3 separate regions of the Mus musculus genome follow, and all the other regions are linked to region 3. Evidence: chromatin contacts called from public Hi-C and Micro-C data. All regions are on one chromosome and are shown on one strand. Each heading gives the region's core, a stretch centred on a gene start, on an enhancer-like site or on the middle of the called end of the contact. The rest is flanking DNA. Distances are from core to core; before and after follow the strand shown. Region 1 has its middle 51 kb from the start of Gm51586. Region 2 has its middle 13 kb from the start of Gm32005. Region 3 has its middle 140 kb from the start of Gm31892.

Region 1 (3,833 bases), core at 1,258-3,757, 200 kb after region 3:
CCTCACTGTGCCAAATTTAATACTTACTGGTGAAGAAACACTGGACACTTTTGAAGCAACTGGAGGAGGTGGGACCTGGTAGCCAGCTTTATTTATTGTCAAGGCCAGCACATTCATAAACTCTCCTCATTAAAATTTGCCAATTAATAAGCAGTGGCATAGCCCCTAGCAAAGGTCAGCCGCAGCCTAAGCAAACTTATCAAAAATTCAGAGAGGTTCAGAGTTTGGGAGACGTTCATACTTCCCTTAATTAACGGATCTAATTACAATCCTGACATAACAAAATGCAAAATGCACACTTCAAAAGACACCAAGCCAAAGGTTTAACAGCCCAGATAACCTTCTCCTTTGGTACAGGGTGACCCAAATGTAGGGGAGGAGGAGGGAGGGGGGATCTTAAAGTACAGGCAACAGGGTGGATGAAAGGGCTTTGAAGAAATGAGCGCTTGGAAGCACATCAGAATCCCAGCACAGTCAAGAAACTGAGAGGGAATTAAAAACTCCCACATCCCAGGATCTGGGTGAACACAGAGTCAAGACTGGCTAATCGTCCTTCTTAGCAGACATCAAAGTATTTATTTGATGACCTTTTCTGGCTGGTTATGAATAGCACTTTGACATCCTCGGAGCCTGTAATTGTTGCCTCCTTTGGATAAAAACCTAAAGTACATGGGCACAGGATGGATATGCTATGTTTAAACTGTTTGGGAAATAACAGGTCCAGGGTTTCAAATCGGGTTAGCACTTAGCTAAAGGCTTAACAAGAGAGCTCGCACAGCCTGCCCCGCTGCCCATCCAATCAAGGAGCCTCCATCTTGGAAGGGTTGATCCGTGCATTCCACGATCTAGGGCCAGTGTCAGGACTTCAAAAGCTTTGGAAAGCTGAGGTTTTTATTCATTACATAAAAGTGAGTGGATGGAACGATGAGAAATATTAAATCTTAGTGTCTCCCACCAGTTTTAAGGGTCTTTAAAACTTTTAGACAGCAAGAGGCTTTTCATTCATAACACCTCAAAAACTTCCTAAGTATCTAACAAAACGCACATGAACAAGGTAAGAAAAATCTGCTCGAGAATTAAAATCAACACATCACAGGAGAATCCAAACCTGAAAGAAGGAACCTGCTCAAGGGCACAAAGTGATTCATTTAAGGTCAGAGAGACGCATGCGACCCTACCTCCACAGGTCACGGGTGGGAATTCCACCTGTGTGTTTATTTGCTCAGTAAACTTCTGTTGAGCATCTTGCACGTGTTCAGCCTCATTTGTCTGCAGGATGTGATCCAACATCCAAACCAGGCGTGATCCTACCCCTCACAATTCTAGTCGAGGAAGAAAGATGGCTAAACCAATAAACAAATGCTATGGATGAAACAGGCACTGCTGTTCAGAGATGATCAGAAATGAAGGACTGATGCTATTTTTTGGATGCCTCTTTCCCGAACACTCCATATGTAATCAGTTTGGTTCTATTGATAAATGACAGAAACTTTAGAAGGAGAGACTTATCCAAAGGTGTTTAGCGCACAGAGAGCATGGATTGAGAAGACTCTAGGCTACAAGTCTCTTCCTCTTCCTTCTCCCATTCTTTATCCCCTGACCTGACATAAGTTGGTTTTGTTCTTCCGTGCCCCATCATAAGGCTACTCTGCATTATCACAGGGCCCCAAAGCCAGGGGACCAACTTACCATGAACTACACCACCCCGCAAAACCTTGAGCCAAAGTAAAATTTGTTTTTCTCCTTTGCTTTTTATTTGTTCATTTATTTGTTTTTGAGACAGGGCCTCTCTGTATATCCCTGGCTGTCCTGGAACTCACTCTGTAGACCAGGCTAGCCTCAAACTCAGAGATTATCCTGCCTCTGCCTCCGGAGTGCTGGGATTAAAGGGGTGTACCGCCAGGCCCGGATTAATTGTATATTTCAAAATATCTAGTAGAGAAGACTTTTTTAATATTTTCAATGCAGAGAAATGAAAACTGAGGTAAGAGATATCCAACAGCAATTAGACAGTGTGCATTGTCTACCTGTATTGACAGCAGTCGGAATGAAGGAACACTTCGGAAGTGGCATCAGATTGGCTGAATGTGGGAGGAGTCAGAAAAGAGACAGGAAGGGGCGGGGTTTGGGTTTGAAAATCAGAATAAGTATTCATATGTCATTGAATGAGAAAAACAGCTTAAGGGAAGTGGATGTGAATGGTAGAAACTCTCATATTCTCTCTCTCTCTCTCTCTCTTTCTCACACACACACACACACACACACACACTTTTAATAGCAAACCTTGGGAGGCCGAGGTTTGAGGATCCCAAGTTCATCCCTGAGCTAAGGGATGGAGAATATCCTCGAGAAAAATCAACTAGACACGTGGATGAAAAATATTCAAACCTAAGATCCACATCAAATTGAGAGTTACGCCCTCATTGTCATTTAAAGCCGGAGGATTGGGTAACGGCACCCAGACAAAAGAAGTCCTTTTCCAGAAGAGCAGTTCTCTGGACCCAGGCGGGCGGGAGGGGCTGTCGCTCTTGCTCAAACAGGATAATTCTCGCCTGAGTTTGGGGCCAGTGTGGGGAGAGGGGGAAAAAAAAGAAAGAAAGAAAGAAAGAAAGAAAGAAAGAAAGAAAGAAAGAAAGAAAGAAAGAAAGAAAGAAAGAAAGAAAGAAAGAAAGAAAGAAAGAAAGAAAGAAAGAAAGAAAGAAAGAAAGAAAGAAAGAAAGAAAGAAAGAAAGAAAAAAAAACACTAGGGAAGCGAAGAAGCGAAGGTGCGGCTTTGGAATCCGAGGAGTCCTTTCTGTAATCAGCGAGCCCTGGGGGCAGCTGCGAAGCGGCGGATCTGAGTTGCACAGTGGACGCTGATCCTTCAAAAAAAGAACGGAGAACGATGGCAGCGCTCACACAGCTGGAGAAGAAAATCGAGATCTAGCCTGGGGTGAGACTGCCCCCTCGCGTCCTCCATCGTTCATGACCCAAGAGGCGATCCAAAATCATGCTTGTAAAGAAAGTTGCACATTCAGCTGCCTCTAAAGTTATAGAAACATCAAAAAATGAGGAGAAAATTCCAGATTACTTTAACCACCACACATCCCACCAAAAAAATCCATTTGTATCTTTATTTCTCTCTTTCTTCCTTTGCTTAAAGCAGCTACACACCTGTAACGGTCAGCTCAAGAGGCTGAAACAGAAGGGATCAAAAACTCAAGGTCAATTACTTAATTTTTTCTTCAGTTTATTTTGGTTTTGTTTGGTTGTTGTTTTGGTTTTCATATACATCACTATTAGCAAACTAAAATGTTTGCTTTTTCCAGATTTGCCTTATGTATTTTAAACAAGTCATTTCTGATAAGGGAGTGGCGTAGAGGATCTTGACAGCTTAACAGATTCAAATATCTGGTGTTCCTTTAGGGGGCCTCCAGGGAGTATGACCTTGCTATATACATCTGATTACCCCGTGTTTTGATGTAGACTCCCCTGCTAACAGAGCCAGAGGCAAGGAGTTGAAGAAAAATAATGTCAAGAAGCAGAAGTGTGGCCAAGTGGAACGTCCCAGAAAGCCCAGCACTGCAGAGGCTGAGGCGGGGTGCTCACAGGTTGGGGGCGGCCCAGTGAGTTCCAAGCCACCCCGGGATACAAAGCAAGATGCTGGGACCCTATCTGGAAAGAAAGGAGATAATGAAAGGAGGGGAGGGGCTGGGGAAGAGAGGGACCGAAAGCAGGAGTGGATAGGGTCAGCATAAAAAAAGCAAGAGAGAATACAGAGAGCGGGTTAGTGTGCTGCCTGGAGCCCAATCACCAGAGAGCTTCTGAGAACCCACAGGGCATCTTGGGAATGA
Region 2 (3,921 bases), core at 356-2,855, 150 kb before region 3:
TTGTGTCACTCACCACCTCTGGCTCATAAAATCTGACTTCCTCCTCCTCTTCTTCTTCATAGATCCCTGAGCTCTGAGGGGAAGCTTTCGATAAAGACATTTAGTTCAGGGCTGAGTATTCTACTTTCTTCCTAATCTACTCTACCATTGCTTTCCTTCTTAAAATTGTCCTTTTTATTCTCAAATGGTCTCAATATACAAGAACTAGTGTGGTTTCTGTTGCACATTTGTCTACAATCCAAGGGATCTCACTCCTGAGGGGAAGCTATGGAAAACTAACTATCCTGGGACAGTCATAGTCATGGCTTTCTCGTCTCCTGCTTTTTCTGCAGTCATCAGTAGGTGTGACCCTGTTATTCTTACTTACACCTTATAGCTTTAATTTGCTTGTGTCTTCTCGAATTCAAGAGATTCAAACTAAACTTGTGATACAGAGATATTCTAGGCAATTCATACAAAAGGAGATCAAAAAACTTCTCCAAACAACAGGCAAACCAGAATGTGTATATCTTAGTTTCATTTCCCATTGCTACGATAAGACATGGAACATATATGCACACACACATAATGAATATACTTAGAAAATTAAATAAACAAAACACATACTGATGTTGTATACTTTTCTGTATGGACTATACTAGATGTCCATACTATACAATACGGCCACTCTGATAAACACAATTTAAGGAAGAAAGGATTTATTTAGCTCATAATTCCAAATTACAGTCCATTCTTGAAGGGAAGTCAAGATGTCAGGATCTTGACTACTTAGCAGTACCTCTTCCAAAGCATTTCTAATCTTAGCAAGTAATCACATAAACTGCCCTTTTTCTGTCAAAATAGAAACCAAAACCTAAGTTTAAAAAACAAAATGCAAACTTGTGCATCTTGCACTAAGATACCTAGGGGAAAATTATATGTGCCTCCATCTTTAAATATTTAACACACCTTTTCCAGAGGCCTTTCTTTGTAATAACGTTCTCAATAGGGAAAACCATGTCCTGCCAGCAAATGGTATATTGCTGTTTATAAGTAATGTAACGGCACTGAGGGACTCAGAATGAAATGATAAACATCAAGCGATAAGGGCTTCATCTTTCTGTTGTGTTGCAGCTAAATAACACTTAACGGTAGATCCCAGTTGAGGGAATCTACTGCAGTTTTGACTATGCACAATTTCTATCACATTTCCCAAGGTTAAATGTGTTGCCTTGAGGCAGCTGCTCAAAATGATAACGGGGACACTGTAGGACAGTGGTGCTCTTTGTAATGTTAATAACCCTTGATTCTAGTATCTGATGCAACTCTGGGGAAATCTACTGCTTCCAGACTTTAAACCCTAACTCAGTTAAGCACACTTTATTGAAAAAAAAAATGTTTTTTAATTTGGCACAAGCAATAGTACTGAGTACTACATATTTAGATAATTTCATTTTTTATCTCTCTAAGATGAATGTCCACAGAATAACATGGATAGATAATTAATGGGATCTCTTGATGTAAAAGCAGATGGTATTTTATTTCAAAATTACATACATTTACATGCTTATAGGATTCATTTTTATGATACAAACTAACCTGGGTAGTGATCGTTTATCCTATTTTGTGCTTACTTGTTAAGATTTATGCCCCATCTGGCCTCAGAGGATAAGTGAGAACATCTGTAAAATGAATTCTCCTGCAAAATTAGACAAGTAAGACAAGTCTAATCAGAAAATAGCAGAAATAGTAAGTGCATTAGACTGAAACTTAATGCAGGTTCAACTTTGCGGGACAGGGCAGGGCAGGGGTGTCTGTATTCTCTACCTGTTAGTTTTTTTTAAAGGCTAAAAAAAAATAACAAATATATTGACTCATAAATCTCTCAGCTCCACCTGTGTTCTTTCAGTAGGAAGAATCACACTAATCTATCTAAAGATAACCTTGCAGCCATTTTCATTCGGGCAGATCAGAGGAGGAGCACTTGCTCTTGGTGGCCTCCCAGAAGACCTACCATTGGTTCAAACCAGTTCCTCATCTGTGGGTTCGGAACTCCATGATTGATGCGGGTGATTGGGACTGTGCCATTATTAAAGCAAGCACCCTTATCACACTGCCTTTGTGTCTATGAATAGGCCATCTGGCACATTTAAGGCATCAGAAGACAGCCTCCTGTGTTGCCTCTGCTGCTACAACACTAGGCCAAATAAAAGCTTCTCCCAGATGTTTAAAAAACAAAAAAACTATTTTTGATCTTTATTAGTTGATCAGACTGAAAGCTGGTAACAGTAGCAGAGTGCAAGTTGGCAGTAGCAACAAGAGGGCTCCTGAAGAGTCTCAGGGCAAGAGTAGGCCAATGGAGAACAGAGGTGACGATGGATATGAAGAGCTGAATAAGAGAAACTGTGGACCCTGGTTACTAAGGATTCCAGAGAACAGCCAAAGGACCTCAGATATCTGGTTTAAGATCTGTAAGGAAAACCTTAGGCTAGCTGGGGACATCAACTCCCCAGAGCTGTACTGCTTGCTTCTATCAAGAGCTGAATATATTATACTAACTCTTAATCAGCAATCCTTGACACCACAGAGTTTGATAATCCCAGCACCACCTAAGACCAGTATTAGATGGTACCACTCAGAACTCCAGCATTAGATGATATCACACACACACACACACACACACACACACACACACACACACACACACCACACACACCACACACACACAGAAAACACCACCATCTATGCCAATTCTTGCTATTTGCTACCACTGCTGCCAAAGCTGAAGACTACAGAAGCTGCCAGATGCCATGGGCACTGGTGGTTCACTTCCAGAAAAATAAGTGTCTGATCTTAGTGCCCAACACCAGTAGTCTCTGGCTCCAAAACCCAAATGAGCAAACCCTTTCCTCTCAGAGTGCAGTGTAAACCTCTTGGTTTGTGAGCCCAACCTCTCAATCTTGGACACTGAGATGATCAGCACTGGAAGATATTCTCCTTGCCTACCAAGGTTTCTATTCTAATGGAGTAGGGTCTCAGTCAGCTGGTTAATAAATCCTTCCATTAACACACTGATTTGAACTCCCTTTGAAAAGAGTGAGTTAATGACATGCTACACTTTTTTAAAAAAACCACTGCTCTGCAGAAAGCAGTGTCTCATTATTCAATTCATGCTTACTTTGACTCTCTGTAAATGCAGAGGGCAAACAAAAATATAAGGCAATCTGTATTGTGGCGATATAACTTTAAGGTCATTTTGCAAAGCTCTCAGTAAATGGAGGTAAAAAAGCTAGCCCCACAGCACTCTCAAATATCAGTATTAAATAATGGAATTTCCCCCCCTCAAGATAACTACACCACATACAAAGTTCACTGGTTCTTATTACATCATTGACTGTATCTCTCCTTTCTGCATATACATGGTCCTGATTATCATCTAGTTATCTCCTCAGCATGTGTATATATGATAATGCTCCATTTTTATTTTGAATTGCAGCCATTTGTAGCCATTCCGGTTGCATTTTCATTAGCCAAATAAGATGACATCAGAATATCTGGGTACGAATCACTGTTGAAGATGCAAGAAGGATCTTAAAACAAGGATATCTTCAGTTTAGTAAAAGCAAAGTCATGGATCCTGTTTTTAAAATAAGCCGAAGCTGGTAGAATATATAAAGTTAATCTGATTGCTGTACAATGTGTGGGGGCTTCCAGAAGGTATGAGAGGAAGGAAAGGAAGTTTCATAACAAGTCAGGTATAAGCTCTGCCTCTAATCCTAATCTTTAGGTCCATCTTCCCCCAACTCTGGGGATTAAAATAAAGAATTTAACTAAATGCTAAGGTTTGCAATTATTCCTTTTTTCAGTGCTACGAATTAAACGCAATACCTCACACATGTAGGCCAATATAAGTGCTCTCCTACTATGCTACATTCACAGCTC
Region 3 (3,632 bases), core at 977-3,476:
ATTTGATTTAATAACTCTGAGGTGTTGTTGGGTTTTGGGGGTTTGTACCATATGCATACAGGTGCCCAAGAAGGCCAAAAGGGGTGTCAAATCCACTGGAATTACAAACAGTTTGTAAGATGCTAGCTGATATAGGTGCTGGGAACAGAACCCAGGTCAAAAGCAACAATGTTCTTAAGTGCTGAGTCAACTCTCCAGCCCTCTTTTATTTTAAATGGATTAATTTCTTCTCTATGTGCTTCTGTCTGTAGAGAGGGGAGTTGCAAAACCCACCCTGGACTTGCCAGGCCACATCTTTGAGATTCTAATTTCACCTTCTTCTGAGAACCTTGAATTTCTAGGTTTACTGATTTGTCATCCAGATTAATTTACTAGTATGGGACTTCATATTTGTGTTTTGTTAGTAAACAAAAATTTATTTCAAGTAATATAATGTCACAGAGAGATAGACACTGTCAAAAAAATCAAAGGGTTGGAAAATAGTACTGAATGGAGCTGGAGAAACGGCCCAAGAGCTAGGAGCTTTGCAGCTCCTCCAGATGGCCCTGGTTTGATACTCAACACCTGCTTGGAGGCTCACACCGGGCTGTAACGCCAATATCACGGTATCTGGTGCCCTCTTCTGGCCATTATAAGTACTGCATGCATGCGGTGCACTGACATACAAGGGAGCCAAACATCCATGCGATGCAAAAATGAAATGAAAATAAATAAGGCTAAGAATATTTCTTAAACAAGAGAAATATATTTAGCATAATCATAAATTCAACAGAATGTTTTAATATCAAATTGGAGACAGAATACCCGCCCGTTTGTAATCCAGCACACGTGAGACAGGCAGAAGGATCACTGCAAGCTTGCTACAAGGTAGCACTGTCTCAGACACAAAAAAAGTAACATCGAGATGGAAATAAAATCAGTTCCTCACTGTCTCTCATTTTTGGCAGTTTCCCCAATGTTTGCTCCCACCATGAAGTGCTGCCTGCCCCAAAATGAGGAGCCTACCTACCCATCATAGCCTGAAACCTCCAAATGAGTGACTCAAAACAAGCTTGCTATCTTTGTAACTTACTCTCCCTGGTACTTATTGTAGGGATAGGAAGCTGGGTAAACACCAATTCCTGCTTTCACACGGGAAACATAGACACATGGGCGAACAGTCACAATTCCCAGTGTAGAAATTGTCTATGCGTTTCACGGACTATAGAGGAGAACCCACATTCTCTTACACGCTGGTCCTCATTTGTGCCTGTTACTTGGATCTATCTTTGTCATCCCCAGCACTCTGGAAAATTACATAGCGCTCTTAGGAAATCAGGAAACTATTCTGAGCCTGTGGTTTTCTATAGCTCACCATGGAACCGTGAAGGGCAGCTGCCAGCTTGACTCATACATACCACCCAAAATGTACTCCCAGACACTCCTCCAGACTCTCTGTTTCACGGTAGCCCCCACCTAGCCTTGTTTCACTTTCTGCAACCCACCCTCAAAGTCACTGCTGCCTCGGAAGCTGTCCGGTGATCTTTCGTGGTAATCTCCAGCAGCCAATTGGGTTTGGCAGTCTCTGTGCTCACCCTCTTCCGACCCACTCCCGAGTCTCCTCCAAGATGCCCCGTTTGTAGATCCCAATCTAAACGAATCATATCAGCTTACTACCTTGTTTCCAACTGGGGTTAGTCAAAGCAGAGCAGAGTCCTTTCATGCAAAGAGAGAGCTTTTCATTGAGGAAAAAATATAGAACGAAATCCTGTCATTTTTCTGTCTATGCCCTGGATGAGTCTAAAGGACATTAAGTGAAATAAACAGGTGCAGAAAAATAGTTGCCATACTGATATACGCAAAGGGAGATAGTTCATCTCAGAGGATGGTGGCTACAGAGACTGGGGAGGAAAGGGCAGGGCGAGGTGGAGAGGGATGGTTAACAGGTACGGGGTTGGAGAAGCTACTAATGTGTGGCAACACAGCAGGGTAACTCTAGTTAATAATTACTAGCTAAGATTTTTAAATAACAGGTGTTTGAGGTAAGGATTTGTCAGTTTCCCTGATATGATCCTTATGCATCATAAGCATGCATTGAAATATCACACTATACCTCAAATGCATGTACAGTTACTGTGCCGATTGAAAATTTAGATTTTAAAAATAGAGTCCCTCAGCTGGTCTCCACAAAGCTTCCTCGTGCTGCGTTCTGTAACTGCTCCTCTTCCAACTCTTGCCACTGGTAGCCAGCCTCATCGCCACCCTCCTCTATCCGAGGCTTTTAAAAAGCACCGTGTCGTGGAGTCCCCTCGGCCTGCCTACACTTTGGCTAAGTCTCTTTATTCAGTAAGACTCCTCACCTCAAACCACCCCCATTTGAGGTGGCAATCTGTTTCCTGCCAGCAGCCTGCCAAGCTGGAGTCCTTATCGGATTTGCTTGCTCGCCAACATTTGATACCAGCGTCGGCCGCCTTCTTATCTCTAGCGACCTGCTTCGTCTCCCTAATGAGTCTGCCTCAGAGTGGTCAGGAAAAGATGACAACACGAGTCTTCAAGTGGCCTCCCTCAGAAACTCGTGATCAGAGTAAAAAACGTGTGCTTTCCCCTACACAATACCTGAGTGCCGCCCACACACGGTCTGAGTGGACTTGTGCGATCTCCCACACGCTGATGAGCGTCACTGGTAAGTACTCTCCACTCTGAGATTCTCTGTAGAGAACCCGCACATCTTCAGCACCTCAGTCTTCTCAACTCAACACAGGGCCTTGGCTGCCCGTCGGCTTTCTTCTCCCATACAGTGTCCAGCATGCTCTCTCAAAGCAGTAAACACGGGCCACCAAAGGATTGATTTGTTTCCTGTCTCTCTTTTTATTTCTTTTTTTTATTATTAGATGTTTTCCTTATTTAAATTTCAAACGTTATCTCCTTTCCTGGTTTCCCTTCCGAAACCCCCTATCTCATCCCGCCCCCCCATCCCTGCTCACCAACCCACCCATTCCCGATTCCCTGTCCTGGCATTCCCCAACACTGGACATGGAGCCTTCTCAGGACCAAGGGCCTCTCCTCCCATTGATGTCCAACAATGCTATCCTCTGCTACATATCCAACTGGAGCCATAGGTCCCTCCATGTGTACTCTTTGGTTGGTGGTATAGTCCCTGGAAACTCTGGGGGTACTGGTTAGTTCATATTGTTCCTCCTTTGGGGCTGCAAACCCCTTCAGCTCCTTGGGTCCTTTCTCTAGCTCTTCCATTGGGGACCCTTTGTTCAGTCCATTGGTTGACTATGAGCATCTCCCTCTGTATTTGTCAGGCATGGGCAGAGCCTCTCAGGAGACAGCTATATCAGGCTTCTGTCACCAAGCTTTTGTTGGCATCCACAATAGTGTCTGGGTTTGTTACTGTATGTGGGATGGATCCCCAGCTGGGGCAGTCTCTTGATGGTCTGTGCTTCAGTCTCTGCTCCAAACTCTATCTCTGTATCTCCTCGCATAAATATTTTGTTCCTCCTTCTAAGAAGGAACTTCCTTCTTCTTGGGCTTCATTTGGTCTGTGAATTGTATCTTGGGAATTCTGGGTTCTGAGCTAATACCCACTTATCAGTGAATGCATATCATGTGTGTTCTTTTGGAATTGGGTTACCTCACTCAGGATG

The links. A called contact is a pair of places that touch in the nucleus more often than the background predicts.
Region 1: a contact with region 3 is called in a Micro-C map of the G1E-ER4 cell line. The contact joins two enhancer-like sites. A contact is called at or near these places in 3 of 39 promoter capture datasets (embryonic stem cells, liver and stem cell-derived epiblast-like cells), 1 of 15 datasets of contacts at CTCF or cohesin (embryonic stem cells), 15 of 484 Hi-C or Micro-C datasets (the G1E-ER4 cell line, the HL-1 cell line, Sertoli cells and 6 more), 9 of 115 datasets of contacts at active chromatin or transcription factors (embryonic stem cells, large pre-B cells and stem cell-derived neural progenitor cells) and 1 of 9 other capture datasets (embryonic stem cells).
Region 2: a contact with region 3 is called in a Hi-C map of the G1E-ER4 cell line, with 2.6 times the contacts expected there. The contact joins two enhancer-like sites. A contact is called at or near these places in 1 of 15 datasets of contacts at CTCF or cohesin (the G1E-ER4 cell line), 1 of 484 Hi-C or Micro-C datasets (the G1E-ER4 cell line) and 1 of 115 datasets of contacts at active chromatin or transcription factors (embryonic stem cells).

What each region holds. Positions count from the first base shown.
Region 1 is chr8:95,951,070-95,954,902 of GRCm38.p6, reverse strand. No RefSeq gene overlaps it. Among named protein-coding and RNA genes, the nearest start is that of Gm51586, 51 kb to the right of the region's middle. Within about 2 kb of position 2,507, at least 28 of the 459 cell types and tissues checked have an H3K27ac peak or open chromatin away from gene starts, as enhancers often do. A contact at or near this core is called in the G1E-ER4 cell line, where this site is marked.
Region 2 is chr8:96,294,150-96,298,070 of GRCm38.p6, reverse strand. No RefSeq gene overlaps it. Among named protein-coding and RNA genes, the nearest start is that of Gm32005, 13 kb to the left of the region's middle. Within about 2 kb of position 1,605, at least 1 of the 459 cell types and tissues checked has an H3K27ac peak or open chromatin away from gene starts, as enhancers often do. A contact at or near this core is called in the G1E-ER4 cell line, where this site is marked.
Region 3 is chr8:96,150,040-96,153,671 of GRCm38.p6, reverse strand. No RefSeq gene overlaps it. Among named protein-coding and RNA genes, the nearest start is that of Gm31892, 140 kb to the right of the region's middle. Within about 2 kb of position 2,226, at least 18 of the 459 cell types and tissues checked have an H3K27ac peak or open chromatin away from gene starts, as enhancers often do. A contact at or near this core is called in the G1E-ER4 cell line, where this site is marked.